2 separate regions of the Zeugodacus cucurbitae genome follow, and region 2 is linked to region 1. A link is a contact called in public Hi-C data. All regions are on one chromosome and are shown on one strand. The core of a region is the stretch at or near the end of the contact, and the rest is flanking DNA. Distances in the headings are between cores, read along the strand shown. Region 1 holds the start of LOC105216457. Region 2 holds the start of LOC105216458 (hypothetical protein).

Region 1 (7,639 bases), core at 3,550-6,049:
ATCTATCTCTCATTTGTGGATCTTGGAATTTGCTAGTGAGCAAAAAATAAATTTCATATTTTTTATCGATTTATTCACTGCGATAGTAGCCACTTCATATAAATCTAATTAGCAAAATACATACATATGTATATTATTTTCACAAATAACTCGTTTCAAAACTTTTCAATGAATTATAATTGAATTTTTAAATAATAGAATTTAATGCTACATAGACATTTGAACAATTGTAATTTGTTGTTTTCAAAGCAATCTTTCTGCCGATGTATGAATATGTAAAATAAATGAATACATTAGTCACTAACAGCGTTGCCGTTTTGATACAATTGTATCTTTTTTGATACTTTTTTTTCTAAATTGTGTGGTTTGATACTTTTTTGTTCACAAACGGCCTATTTTGATACTTTTCTGCTGATAGAATTTAATTTTTTGAAACTATGAAAATGTTAAACTAAAAACAAACCTATTGTATCTGGATAGTATTAAAAAGTTGTGGGAATGTAGGCCAATTAAAAAACCCAGAAAAATATAAACTGGACTTTGCCTTATAACTCTGTGGCTGCTGAACTGGATTTTTTTAGATTTAAGGGGAATTGTGAGTCGAAAATGGACTTCTTTTGAAAATTAGTTCTGAACTGAAAAGTCACCAATAAGGTTTCTATTATTTTTTTTAGAGTTTATTGTTAATCATAATACAGGAAAAATTTGAAAAATTTTTATTATGACTTTAAGTTTTCGTTCCATGAGCAAACTGTTGTGAAATAAATTTAAATTTCAAAAAAATTATGCTATTTGTAAAAAAATACTTGAGTGTCTTAACTTAACCGCTGATGTGGAAGATCCCGATGATTTCGTTGCTGAATTTAGAATGTGGAAAAGGTTAAAAATATTTTCTTCAGATTATATTTTCTAACTAAAATTTTGAATATATTTTCAGGAACTGGTTTAATCAAACAAAGAGATCCAAAACTTTTTTAGACGCGTTGAATTGTTGCGATGCAAAAATTTTCAAAACAGTGCATCGTTTTTTAAAGATTGGAGCAATAATCCCTATATCTGTCGCTTCAAGTGAACGCTCGTTTTCCTCACTTCGCAGGCTTAAAACATATTTAAGAAATAAAACTGGAGAAGCACGCCTGAACGGAATGGCTCTCTTGAATATCCATAGAGATATAGACGTGACGGAAGAAGAGATTTTAAATGTTATGGCCCAAATTAAAAGAAGATTAGACTTCAATTTCTGAATAAAATAATGAAACATTGTCTTTTGACCTAAATACTCCCCCCCCCCCCAAATTTTTTTCCTGCGTTCGCCACTGAACTGCGACAAAATATTTTACGTAGTAGAAGCTTTAAACCTCCTTAAAAAAATCGACTCTTATAACCACCTAACTACATACTAATAATAATAAATATTAAATACAGTGGAACAGTAGAACACCATAATCCACAAAAAAAGTTTGAGTTAGAGAGCCTTCGACTTATAGAAACTTTCATTAAAACATAAATTTTTCAAAAAGTTGTAAAATATTGATTTACTCACAGTTTTAGTTATTTATTTAGTTTTATTTAAATACATTAAAACATATGTATATTCTTTGAGTTATGGAAGGAAATTTGTATGAAATTTGATTTCTAAACGCTATTGATAATTCAAAAGTTCAAGTTATGGAGATGTTCGACTAATAGAAGTTCGAGTTATGGAAGTTCCACTGTACTTAAATACTTAATAAATACAAATAAACTATTACATAGCTTTATTTTCAAATATTACTTACAAATATTATAAATAATAGCTTGTCATTGCAAACTCTGAAATATTCTTCACTCAGTGCAACCATTTGACAGCTTGAAACAAACGCTGCTGATGGCTACTGAGGCAGCACACGCTCTTGTCAACCCGTATTTAATGCACATGCATTCTATATAAACATATATATACAGCAAACGCTACGTTTACTTTTGTGTGAGTGATGGTGATGAAGTGAAAAATTTTTCACAAATCTGCGGTTAGCCGCTTAAGTATCACTCTTTGCTGAATTGAAGAGGGACTGCACGCACTGCGCTGTATCGAGTGGCTACTGGGGGTATTGAACCGTGTTTTGAACTGGATAAAATATAGAAAATAATTAAATCTTTTCAGTTTTACAATTTACTTATCTAGTGGAGATGTGAATTTTTCAAGTTCTTAAAATAATTCTTTAAGAACACACCACTGTGCACAGGCCAAAAATCAAAAAATCCATCTAGGCAAAATGTTTACAGATGTCCTCTAAATTGTCCAAACTTCCTATTTGCAAACAGGGTTTTCCTAAAAATCTAACGGTACTTTCTAAAAATATAATTAAATGTATAAACACCTATATTTTTTTAAAGCACATTAGAAATTTTGTTAAAAATTTCGCAGCAACAACGAACTTCAATTAGTTCTGGTAATTGTTCAGGTTAACGAACCAAGATTATTTAATAATGGATAATGATAATGGGTTTTGAAGTTAAAGGTATTTATTTTAACTTGTGAAATTAATTAAGACTAACGTGATTTGTGTTTTTAGTGAAATAAGTGTTTTATATCACCCATTTTTTTGTACCTTTTTTGTGCAATTCAATTTGTTTACATAAAGATTTAATTGTGTTCCCCCACTACTAGAGGAGACAGTATAAGTTTTTGTTCTAATTATAATGGCTGTAGAATGGCAGTGAAAAAATTAACTGTATTAAATTGGTTGATAATTTGCTTTTTTCCTACATGATTTGTTTATATGATGTTATTCTTATAGGTTGAATGTGAGGATTGGATGGTGAAACTATAACGGCAAATCATGTTCAGCTTGTTTATCGCTTTCTTAAATTATTTTACAAAGCCTGACCATGAGTAGTATTTTGGCGCATCATCGTCATACAAGTGCAATTACTGTGCTATCTGAGCTATAGGATCTAGTAGTCCGACGCGGCCAATTTTTTGTCTATATATTTAAAATGTTTTTCTAGATTTTTGGTGAATATTTCATAGCGATATCTCAACGGGAAGTATTTATGACCGCGCCTTCACACAAGCCGAACCACTGTGCTGTGCCTCGGTGTGCGAGCATCTGCATTTAAATGCATATTTTTTAAGCTCTCATACTTCTTTTAGCAATGTATTCACTCAAGTTGTCAGGCTCAAACGTTTGGCAGTTGCTAAGGCGTTGTGTGACAACGTGACAAGTGTCTTTGCGCATCAGTTCAGCGTTGTGGCTTTCATTTGTTATATGGTGTTTACATAATCACAGTAGCAAACGTCCACACTTTAAAACTTCGACAAACTATTAATATGCACAAAATAAATAATGATTAAAGATGCTTAAGAGGATTCGCAAATCATATTTATCAACATTATATCTGCATCATTTAATTGGAAGTGGCAAAAAATCGTACTTTCAACTTTAAATTTTTCGATTAATAGTATTTAACTTTATTCGTGTGCGAATTGATATAGACTTGATTACTACGCGCTACGTCATACTTGGCTGCATTAAAATCATTTTTTGTCCAGGTGGACAGGGATCGATGCAATAGCCTATCAGCTCTTCTTCGCAGTGAGCCCGCATAGTATTAGGGAGGAGTTTCGCAAAGAAGGGATAGATACCGTTTAGCCTGTGTTAAACAATCTATTACATTACCGAACAAACAAATAATGAATCTCTCAAGAGACAAAGCTGGTTTGCCGAAGACTTATACTGGTCTAATGGGCTGCGACCGGAAACAATACAGCATACATACACAAATACAGTTTTTTTATTGGTTTATTCTGAAAATTTTATCTAAACATGTTCCAAAATTATTTCGTATTACTCTCGTTTGGCTACAGAATCTTCTGTCATATACATTATCGGCCGCACTTCAAGTTTAGGCTTTTGCCAGTTTTATGATATTCATTTTGTTGTTCAGTGTCCAAATTCACAAAACTCTTTGCAGATGTCATCGATCACACTGCGTTTAATCCGTTTCAATGACATGCGTTGCTTTTTGGACTCCATCATGTATGAAATGAGTGAATGCACGCAATCGAAGTAAAGCAGACCTGCGGTGCCCTCATTCAAATCCAGATACCGGAAGCGATTCACGTTGCATGTACAACCATCATATATGAAATATATTTTGTTATTCTCATCGTGTGCGCGAAAAATCACATAATTGCCCCAAGGCGTCATGATGAAAACGCGATCGGCACAGCGCATCCCCGCGCGCACGAGTTTACAAAGACTCTCATAACTACCGCTCTCCGAGCCAACGACCGCCATGCGTTCAGGTTCGTCCAAAATTCCTGGATAGTGGTTTGGTCTGCACGCCACAGCTCCTTTGCAGCAAGCGTCCTCTGTGTAACGACACGGATCATCAGATCTTATCTTGTCATTGCATTTAGGTTCCGGTGGTGGTGGTGGCGGTGTTATGGGTTCCGGTTCAGCACGAATCATGGCCGATGCCGCTTTCGATTGACGAACTGACATTTTGCTCTTCTTTCGTTTGTCCTTTCCCTTGCCCTTTTTTCCTTTCCCTACGGAGGCAGCTTCACTTAAAGCACTTTTGCGGCCTTTTTTTCCTTTCTTGCCCTTTTTTCCACCATCAGCTGGTTCATCTTTACCCTTCTTATCCTTTTTGCCTTTCTTAGCCATAATGATAGTGGAGTAGAGCGTGCACTTTTAAAATTTTAAATTTTGTTAATTTTCATTTATTTCAAACTATTGCTTTTTGTTTATATAATTTTGATTAAAAAATGTAACAATGTACTGAAATATTTTTAAAAGTTTGAAATGTTGGAACGACTTTTTTTCAATGTAAAGTTCAGTAAGCAATGCATGCTAATGGAGACAAAAAGCAGCTTATAAATTTTTGCAAATTCATATTTTGATAGAAAAAATATAAAAGGAAAATAATGGATTTTATAGACTCAAATGGAATTAATTTTAACGATGTACAAATGAATACATGAATGTACATATCTTTCAACTTTAATATTATTTGATCTTAAGATGTCCTTTTTGCATAAGCAAAGAAGTTGTCTGGTCCTAACAAAGATAAAGCACTTTTTAAGACTAACTACTGCATCTACCAAGTCACACTCATAAAAAAGAAGAACCTGTTGTATAGATATTATCTTAAAGGATATTTCTTGAATTATTGATCTAAACTAACTTTCTATAAAATATCGGAGAGATTTGCCGATATTTCCGGTAAAAAATTTAACATAGATACTGAGATACTCAGGTTCGATATATGGGGCCTTGTAATGTTATAGTCCGATTTCAACAAATTTTAAATGGGCGATGCCACTCCTGCAATGGTTTATTTGTACAAAGTTATATTCCGAATGAGAAGTTTTTATGAGAAGTAGTTGTTTGTTAATAGTAATAATTACAAGTAAGGAAAGGCTAAGTTCACGTGCAACCGAACATTTTATACTCTTGCAATTTATTGCTATATTTTTATTGAGATAACACACAATTTTAATATATTCGGCATAAAGTCCAATAGAAAAACGAAAATCATCACATATAGTATATAGGCTGAGGTAATTATGACCTGATTTTAACCATTTCTGGTACAAAGACACACTATTAGAAGAAAACGATTTCCTCTGAATTAAATTAAGATATCTGAGAGATTTACCGATATTTTCGGTGAAATATTACCCTAAGGCACTAAGTTCTTCATATTCGATATCCGGGGCGTTGAAGAGTTATAGTCCGATTTCGATCGATTTCAAAGATCATATTCAGTATTTGGGTAAAGTTTTATTCCACTATATATTATAAAGTGAAGGAATAAGATGGAGCTCAAAATTGAGTTATATGGAAAGTAGTCGTGATTGGGAACCGATTTCGCCTATTTTATACTCATGTTATCAGGGTGTAAGACATCAAGAAAATCAGGGTGTAAGACAAGTATTATATACCGAATTGAAATCTGTCGAGTAGTTCCTGAGATATGGTTTTTGACCCATAAGTGGGCGATGCCACGTCCATTTTCCATTTTGTAAAAAAATCTGAGTGCAGCTTCTTTCTTCTGTAAAATTCAATGTTTCTGACGTTTTTTGTTAGTGCGTTAACGCACTTTTAATAATTTTCAACCTAATCTTTGTATGGGAGGTGGACGTGGTTATTATCCGATTTCAACTATTTTCATGGTGTGTGGTGGGGTAAGAGAACCGACTGCAGAAAGTTTGGTTTATATAGCTTTATTGGTTTGCGAGATATAGACAAATAACCGATTTGGGGGCGGGGCCACGCCCACTTCCCCAAAAAATTACATTCAAATATGGCCTTACTAGGGCGATTCTTTTTTACCAAAATTTATAACTTTATTTATGGCTTAGTTATAACACTTTATGTGTTTTCGGTTTTGGATTTTGGTTCGTCTCGTCACCCTGATCATTTTGATATACATACATAACCCTATATCAACTCGTGTAGTTTTATGACTTACAAACAACTGTTATGTGAACAAAACTATAATACTCTCTTAGCAACTTTTGTTGCGAGAGTATAAAAATACGAGCAGCAGATCTAAATAAAAAAGATGCAACCGTCAATCTGTTAGTAAACGAGGACAACACGAAATACATATCTCCTATCATCAAACTAACAGTTAGCGCTTTCGCGACTAGACTTACACGTCACTGTTGACAGCCATAACTTTGAAGTTGTAGATAATTTGGTCCATCTTGGAGCCAGCATTAATACCGATATCAATGTCAGCCAGAAATCCAACGCATATTTATTCTTCCCAACAGGTGTTTCTTTTTGAACTGGGTAGGCAATTGAAAAGTTAAGACCTCTCTCGACGGACTAAAATCAAACTCTACAAGTCCCTCAGCATTTCCCTCCTGCTTTATGGTGCTGAAGCATGGATGATGTCAACATCCGAAGAGACGGTATTAGGAATTTTCGAGAGAAAGGTTTTGCGGAGGATTTATATTCCTTTGAACATTGCCAACCGCGAATACCGTAGACGATGGACCGATGAGATGTATGAGTTATACGACGACCTTGACATAGTCCAGCGAATAAAAAGACAGCGGCTGCACTGACTAGGCCATGTTGTCCGAATGGACCAGCTCCAGTTTTAAAAGTGTTCTATGCAGTACCCGCTGGTGGCAGCCAAGGGCGAGGACACCTCCAGACCAGGGAGCGAAGGACCTCGCTACACTTGGTATCACCAATAGGCGCCAAACAGCGAGAAGGAAGAACGAATAGCGCGCTGTTGTTAAGCCGGCTATAATCGCGTAAGCGGTGTCTACGGCAGTAAAGAAAAAGTAAGAACCAAAAAAATTCGGTAACAGTTAAAAATAGTGTTGCCAGAAAGTTTTTGGGACGGCTGAAGATTTGTTCAATATTTACATATACATGTATATGTATGTATATGTATATATTATAAGGAAAATAAATTCGTTCTAGATTGAGTTGGTATTTAACTATACTCATATATTATGAAGCAATCAATATAAAAAAAACATGTTTAAACGCCCAGCTAATAATAATATGATGCGTGTATAAAAGTGTATAAAATACTTACTTAGCGCTGTGATAAACATGTTAGCGGTGTCTAAAATGTGAAACCTCGCTTAAACGAATGTAATATTCTTACTTATGTATGTGTT
Region 2 (7,639 bases), core at 2,240-4,739, 130 kb before region 1:
TAAAATGATTATATAAAAGTGACATTCATTTGCTAAAGAGCATATAAACTTGGGAAATGATTTTTGGCACAAAGTAATATTCTCATACGATCATTTCACTAGTTTATATGTTTTTTAGCAAATGAGAGTCACTTGATTTCGCTGACCTTGCTTATAAGGGATTTGTTGCTGCAAATTCGGGCATTGTAATCGGCTAAGTTTTGCACTCTACGATACGATAAATGATACCAGAGGTCTTTACTACTACTTCGATCTCAAATGTCGGTGTTTTAAGTTACTCTTAATAATTTTAATTACCTGTGATTTTTATCGTACGGAACGCTAAGGGGTACTACCGCATCTCAGGCGGTTATCCAACTGAAAATCAATTTCAGGACATCTTATTATAGTGAATATTGTTGTACGAGGTTTTTAAGCAATTTCAATTATTTCTTTAATTGTTTTATTTTCTTTCTAAGCATTAATAATATTTTTTCCTTAACCGTAGTTTTATTTTTTTTATCCATTATCGCTAAATATCACGAGCTAATAATTTGATTGGGAATTATTGGAAACACATTTATTTTTAGTGTAACACATGAATTAGTACTTATTTTTCTTAATTATTGAAGAAAAAACAGTCAGAAATTATATATAAATTTATTTTATGTTGAAATGAAGGAAAATAAGTATAGTATCTATGAAAAACACTCAATTTTATTATTTCGACTATTTTCTGGGCGTGGCGTACTGTGAAAGTGTAACTAAGTCTAATGGCGAATACTTTTGTCCGCCTGTTTGTTTTTGGACGCATTTATCTTTAGGATTCCATCATACACCAATAAAATGGGTGAAATGGGATAACAACCACTCCCACTTATTTTGAAAAGTACTAAAAGTGCTTTAACTCACTAAAACAAATCACTAGTACCAGTAAATCTTATAAAAAAGATATCACAGAAGGGCTGCATTCAGATTAGTATAAAAATGGGCGTGATATCTCCCTCTTATGAGTCAAAAACCGTATCTCAAGAATCTTATATTAAAACAAGTAAGGAAGGGCTAAGTTCGGGTGTAACCGAACATTTTATACTCTCGCAATTTATTTATTTAACTTTATTTATATTATATAATACACAATTTGACCCACATATACGTCATATATATTGTATAACGTCCATTGAAAGTTGGAAACCATAATATTAGGTTAGAAGCACCGAGGTCCTCGTGTTCGATATATGAGGCCTTGAAAACCTATGGTCCGATTTTGGAGATTTATAGAATGGGGCTGCCACACTATAAACGTAGTATTTGTGCAAAGTTCTGCACCGATATCTTCACTAGTGCTTACTTTATATATTGTAAAGTAAACGATTCAGATCGTCTTCAAAGTTCAGGTATATAGGAAGTAGGCGTGGTTGTGAAGCGATTTGGCCAATTTTCACAACATATTATTGGAAGGTTAGGAAACTATTACAAACCAAGTTTCATTGAAATCGGTGAGTAGTTCCTGAGATATGGTTTTTGACCCATAAGTGGGCGACGCCACGCCCATTTTCCATTTTGTAAAAAAATCTGAGTGCAGTTTTCATCTACCATTTCTTATGTAAAATTTAGTGTTTCTGGCGTTTTTCGTTAGTAAGTTAACCCACTTTTAGTAATTTTCAATCTAACCTTTGTATGGGAGGTGGGCGTGGTTATTATCCGATTTCTTTAATTTTTGGACTGTATTGGGAAGTGGCTAAAAAAACGACTGCAGAAAGTTTGGTTTATATAGCTCTATTGGTTTGCGAGATATGTACAAAAAACTTAGTAGGGGGTGGTGCCACGCCCACTTCCTCAAAAAAATTACATCCATATATGCCCCTTCATAGTGCGATCCTTCATACAAAATTTTATTGCCATAGCTTTATTAATGGCTTAGTTATGGCACTTTATGTGTTTTCGGTTTTCGCCATTTTGTGGGCGTGGCAGTGGTCCGATTTTGCTCATTTTCGAAAGCAACCTTCCTATGGTGCCAAGAAATAAGTGTTCCAAGTTTCATCAAGATATCTTAATTTTTACTCAAGTTACAGCTTGCACAGACGGACGGACGGACGGACGGACGGACGGACAGACAGACATTCGGATTTGAACTCCACTCTTCACCCTGATCTCTTTGGTATATATAACCCTATATCTAACTCGTTTAGTTTTAGGACTTACAAACAACCGTTATGTGAACAAAACTATAATACTCTCTTAGCAACTTTGTTCCTAGCAACTTTGTTGCGAGAGTATAAAAATTACTGAAGTCGATTTACAACCATGCCTACTTCCCATATATCACACATATATCATAAATATCAGAATAACACTTTGCGCTAATACTACATTGGTGAGGTGGCATCGCTCATTTAAAAATTTGCCGAAATCAGACTTTTGTAAATCTCTCATATATTTTATAGAGATTCTGAGGGAATATTTTCCTATTAATAATGTGAATATGTGCCAAAAAATTGTTAAAATCGAGATATAACTTCTCATATCTCTCTCTCTCTCTCTCTCAGATTTTTCAAATATCCGTTGAGACCGTATATATAGCAAATATGTGAGCTTTTTTTATAAAAATTCAGAGAGCGTATAATCTTGAATATAATAAATTCGACACGATTTGTGTCAAATTGTTTGTTTTGTTTGAATCAATTTTAATTTAATTAAATTGTGAAATTGTGAGGGTATTAACAGTTCGGTTACACCCAAACTTACTTTACTTCTTACTTTTCATTCCATGTTTATTCAGGTCTTTTAATCACAAAAAATCCAATTTTTTAAACTAAAATATAGGTAGCAAAGGTAGCACAAGGAAAAGTAATATAATTAATTTGAAAGTGTTGGCATTAACCCATTCGATCCCATTGTCCCCGCTTGGGTATCAATTTGAATTGATTTGAGATCCCGGATATTTAAAATATACCGGCAACGAAAGGAAAATTTAAACAATAAGAATAATAAAAAAAAACTTTTTCAAAACCAAGCCACCTTGCTTGCGTTTTTAAAGCGTCGCGTAGTTCTTGTGTACCAAAAAAAAACTTTAAACTTGTTTACTATTTTATCCAAGATTTCTTTACACCATAGAATGGCTAAACAAGCAGCAACGGTCAAAAGCATTCGGTCGTGTAGCGGTAATTACGAATGACCACCACGTGCTCTTACATTCGTTGATATATTTAAGCTAAGCTTAAACAGAAATAAATACGAGTGTTTGCTCGTAGGCAGGCATATACGGTGTTCGAGCGGTCACTTACTAAAACTACCGGTTCGAAACAGCTGATCGAGCGTGCCAGGTGTGCCGCGAAAGGCATTGTAAACAAAAAACTCGGTAAACACAGTAAATACATATGCAAAACTGCAGCGTTCATTTTCATTCATAAAAAGCAGACTCACCGATTGCCATCAGCAGGTTCATTCGCTCACTAGATCGTTCATTTTGATCTGAACGGGAGAGTTTCAGCCGAAATTTGAGCGTAGCTATGCCAATAGATTTAACAATCAGCTTAAAACTCTGCAACCTCGATGGAGCAGCGAACAAACGGTGTTGGACGTTCGTGAAGAGCGTACGCGTTCATTGTTTTCGTGAGGTAAATTGTCGAGGCAACAAACTTGCTGTGATTTAGCGCTAGTGTACTTAATTGAAAACGTTGTTGCACCTTGCTAACTTTCTGTGGAAATATGAGTGTTTGCGTGGTGGAAAATGATTGAAATGAAATGTTTGTTTACAAAAGAAAAACTGTGAAAAGTCGATGACAATGCTTAATGGTGCATCAATGTGAAATAAACACATACCGTTATAATGATGCATATTAGTTTTTCCTCACGTTTTGACAACATTTCAGCTATTTCGCTTGAAAAACGTGCTTTTTGAAGGGAAAAGTCGTGAGCACGAATTTTTTGGCATTGTCGCGTCTAACTGTGTCTTTTTCGGCTATAGCTAGCGATCATTGCAGCTGCAATGCAGCTATAGCGGCGACTTTCATCGGCATCACTCAGCTATTATTGTATCATCACCGTCATTAGTGAGTGAGTGAATGTGGCAGCCGTTGCTATTTCAACGCTTCAAAATCAATGCTTTAGCCAAGTTATTGAATCGAGCGCGCTACGAAGTTGTTGAAAATCGAAAGCGCTGTTTGCTGTTACTAATGTGGCACGATCGCTGTAGAGATAACTGACTTGTGAAAAATAAACGAAACAATTATCTTAAAAATAATAAAAAAAGAAAACGAAATAAAATGGATAACAGAAACAAGTGATTGATCGGCAATTAAAGTGTGATTAGTGTTGTTGGTGTTGATCTTTGAACGGTGTTCGTTGGTCGTTGATCGTTGATCTTTGCAGCAACAAAATGTAAATCTGTGTGACTAAAAAAACAATTATTGTCGGCGGAAATGTGTTTGCGTAAAATAAACAATTTGCATAATAGTTTATATTTGAAAATATATATTTTTGTAATGAAAAATGTGGCAAGTGCATTGCCGTTATGTAGTAAGACCCAGTTATTGATTTCCGTGTGCAGGAAAATGTGAATAAACACCAAACAATAAAGAGCGCCAAAGCAATACAAATAAAAGCTAAATAAACAATTTAAAATGAGGAAAGAAAAAGAGCACTAAATAATTTATTAAATTTTAAAGCACAATTTAATAATTTTAATTAAGCACAGCAGTGCATCAAAGACAATTTATGCGTAGCGTATTTTTACTTCATTTATTTTTTGTTTTTGTTTTGCTGTGTTACCTTTCCAATTATTATTCGTTTTTTTTTCGATTCTAATTTTTTTGTATTTTTATTTTGCATTCCAGTTTGCACGCGATCGCATTGAATTCAATAAGTTTCTGCTCTAATAGTTTGCAAAGCCGCGAAAAGTGTCGGTTTTCATAATTTTCACGCCACTATTTATTTATTTTTCAACGAAGCTCGTTTTTCTAGTTTCTTTTTCTGTGTTTTGGTTTGCAGTTTTTGTGCATATTTTCCTATGTATTTATTATTTTTATGTGGCTTCTGTTTGACTGACTGCCTGAATTACGAAACGCGGTTACGATTTACAAATTTCATTTGAAGTTTGGCAGAAAAACAAAAAAAAAATGATATAATATTAATTACAACAAAATTACAAATAAATTATGCATGCGAAGTAGAAACACATAAATAAGTAATACCGTATGAAATACAAGCTCGGCCACAGCCATAAAACCAACTTTTCCTGTCCATAATTATTGGTTTGGCACACAGTAGCCGCCGACGCCGCTCTTTTTTCACTCGTTTTCTACAAGCCGTACCGTTAGTCAATGGCATAATAGTGCGTTGGCCGCAACACTGACCCCACACACGTCAAATCGCATATAGAAACTAATACTCACAAAAACAATAAACAACGAGCAACAAAACTTAATGCACAAAAACAAAATAAAAATTAAAGCAACAACCAGTCGCCAGCGGCCAGCAACCAGCTGCCACCAAGCTGTGAAAACTTGCTCAAAAACAAAGAAAAAGTAGATGCTGGCATTTGAACGAACGTCACGACAATGTAAATTTTGCTTAAACTTTTTCCCAGTTACGAAAGTGAAATCTCTCCAATTTTCACCTGTGGCCGCGGTTTTGTGTTTTATTTAATTATTTACTTATTATTGTTGTTGCTTTAACAGATTACTGACGTTGAGTGTTGACTGAAATATTTATTTCCTATTATTATTTTTAGTTAAAGCAAGCATACATTTTAATTTTTGTTTAGCAAAAAACTCAAAAAACCATAAAGAGAAAAGTTTTTATTTTTAATAATAATTCAACTTCGGCGTGAGATTTAACTCTGCGCCCGCTTGTGCTGCTTGAAATACATTCACATATTTTTACAAATAATTAACAAGATGGCATTTCAAAAACAACACTTCATCATCGGCATGTGCTTGCTTTTGCTGCACTCTGCTGTTACCGTTACTTCCGCCAAAGCTGACACTAAGGAAGCGGTGAAGGCGACTCAAGATGATCAAAAGAAAGGTGAGTTTTATAAACGCTAATTGTTTACTGTTTATTGTGGTTTATTGAACCATCATGTAATTTGTAAAAACTCTTTCTTACATAAAGTCAGTGCTATCAAGATAGCCACGCTTCTACTAACAACCAATCACTGTAGTCTTTTTCCAAAATCAAAAAAAAAATGTAATTTCTTTTTAAAGCTGGAGCCAGAGAACTTAAAGTCACTGCATTCTTATTTCTGCTTATTTTCACCATAATGGCAGATATTTAATAATTTATTTAATAGAATTTTCAGTTAGACTCCATCAAATGGTGGTAATATTTCATGCATAATTGACTCCAATAGGTTAGTAATTTTGTTTATAAAAGTGTTGACCTAAAATGCCATAGAAATGAAATGAGAAACATTTCAGTATGATTGCTATCGAATTTGACACAACGAAACCGCACTTAATAAAGACAATATTCTCTAGTAAACATTAAGTTCAGAGTCAAGACTACGACAGGAAACAAACTCTAAACATTTTTTTAATACTTATAAACACTAAATATAAACAAACATATCGTATCCATCTTTCTTTCAAAACACGGGGGAATATTTAGTAAAAATTTACTTTTTAATTGGGAAATCTCTTTGTCATCGAAAGTTATCGGCGATACTTAATAAATATTAGGTCCACAACTTTGCTTCCGCCCTTTTCCAATAGATGTGCTCGTAGCGTCAAGCACTGGTCGATTAAATCGATTTTTTTTATATCGATCTTGGATATTTGTGTCAACATTAACCCAACAAAATATTTGTAGAAATCTGTTTGCATCCCAAACTTATTCTCAACTGAAAATGTCACTTTTTAAGCCAAGTTCTCGACATTTGCGGGAAATTTTGCTTTTCTTTTTTAATTCCAAGAAAAGTGCGGCTGAGGCTCATCGACAATTGTAACCTTTTTTATACAAAAAAAACTTCAATTTATTATAAAAAAACGGCGGAACAAAGTTGTAGACCTAATATATTAAAACTTAAGGTTAACATGGATTTCATCATGCAAACTCGAACTATTATATTGTCATATAGAAAAAAAAATATTTAGGTCAAACTTCCTTATCTTAAGACACACATTTAATGGATTATTGATTTTTTTAAAAATTAATATATTAATAACAAGTAAGGAAGGGCTAAGTTCGGGTGTAACCGAACATTTTATACTCTCGCAATTGATTTATTTATATTATATAATACACGATTTGACCCACATATTCGTCATATATATTGTATAAAGTCCATTGAAAGTTGGAAACCATAATATTAGGTTAGAAGCACCGAGGTCCTCGCGTTCGATATATGAGGCCTTGAAAACATATGGTCCGATTTCTAGAAAGGGGCTGCCGCCACACTAAAATGCAGTATTTATGCAAAGTTCTGTTCCGATACCTTCACTAGTGCTTACTTTAGTAAACTATTCAGACCGACTTCAAAGATCTGGTATATAGGAAGTAGGCGTGGTTGTGAAGCGATTTGAACTATTTTCACAACATATCATTGGGATGTAAGGAAACTATTACAAACCAAGTTTCATTGAAATCGGTCGAGTAGTTCCTGAGATATGGTTTTTGACCCATAAGTGGGCGACGCCACGCCCATTTTCCATTTTGT

The links. Hi-C and Micro-C count contacts between places; a contact is called where the count stands out from the background.
Region 2: a contact with region 1 is called in a Hi-C map of whole body, with 2.2 times the contacts expected there. The contact joins the promoter of LOC105216458 here to the promoter of LOC105216457 in region 1. A contact is called at or near these places in 2 of 2 Hi-C or Micro-C datasets (both in whole body).

The regions. Positions count from the first base shown.
Region 1 is chr5:30,275,270-30,282,908 of idZeuCucr1.2, reverse strand. It overlaps LOC105216457, which reads right to left and starts at 4,799. Exons shown (of 1, transcript XM_011190949.3): 1 at 3,768-4,799. The coding sequence starts at 4,655. The coding sequence ends at 3,927.
Region 2 is chr5:30,408,194-30,415,832 of idZeuCucr1.2, reverse strand. LOC105216458 (hypothetical protein) reads left to right here and starts at 3,489. Exons shown (of 3, transcript XM_011190953.3): 1 at 3,489-3,599; 2 at 5,747-6,009. The coding sequence starts at 5,880.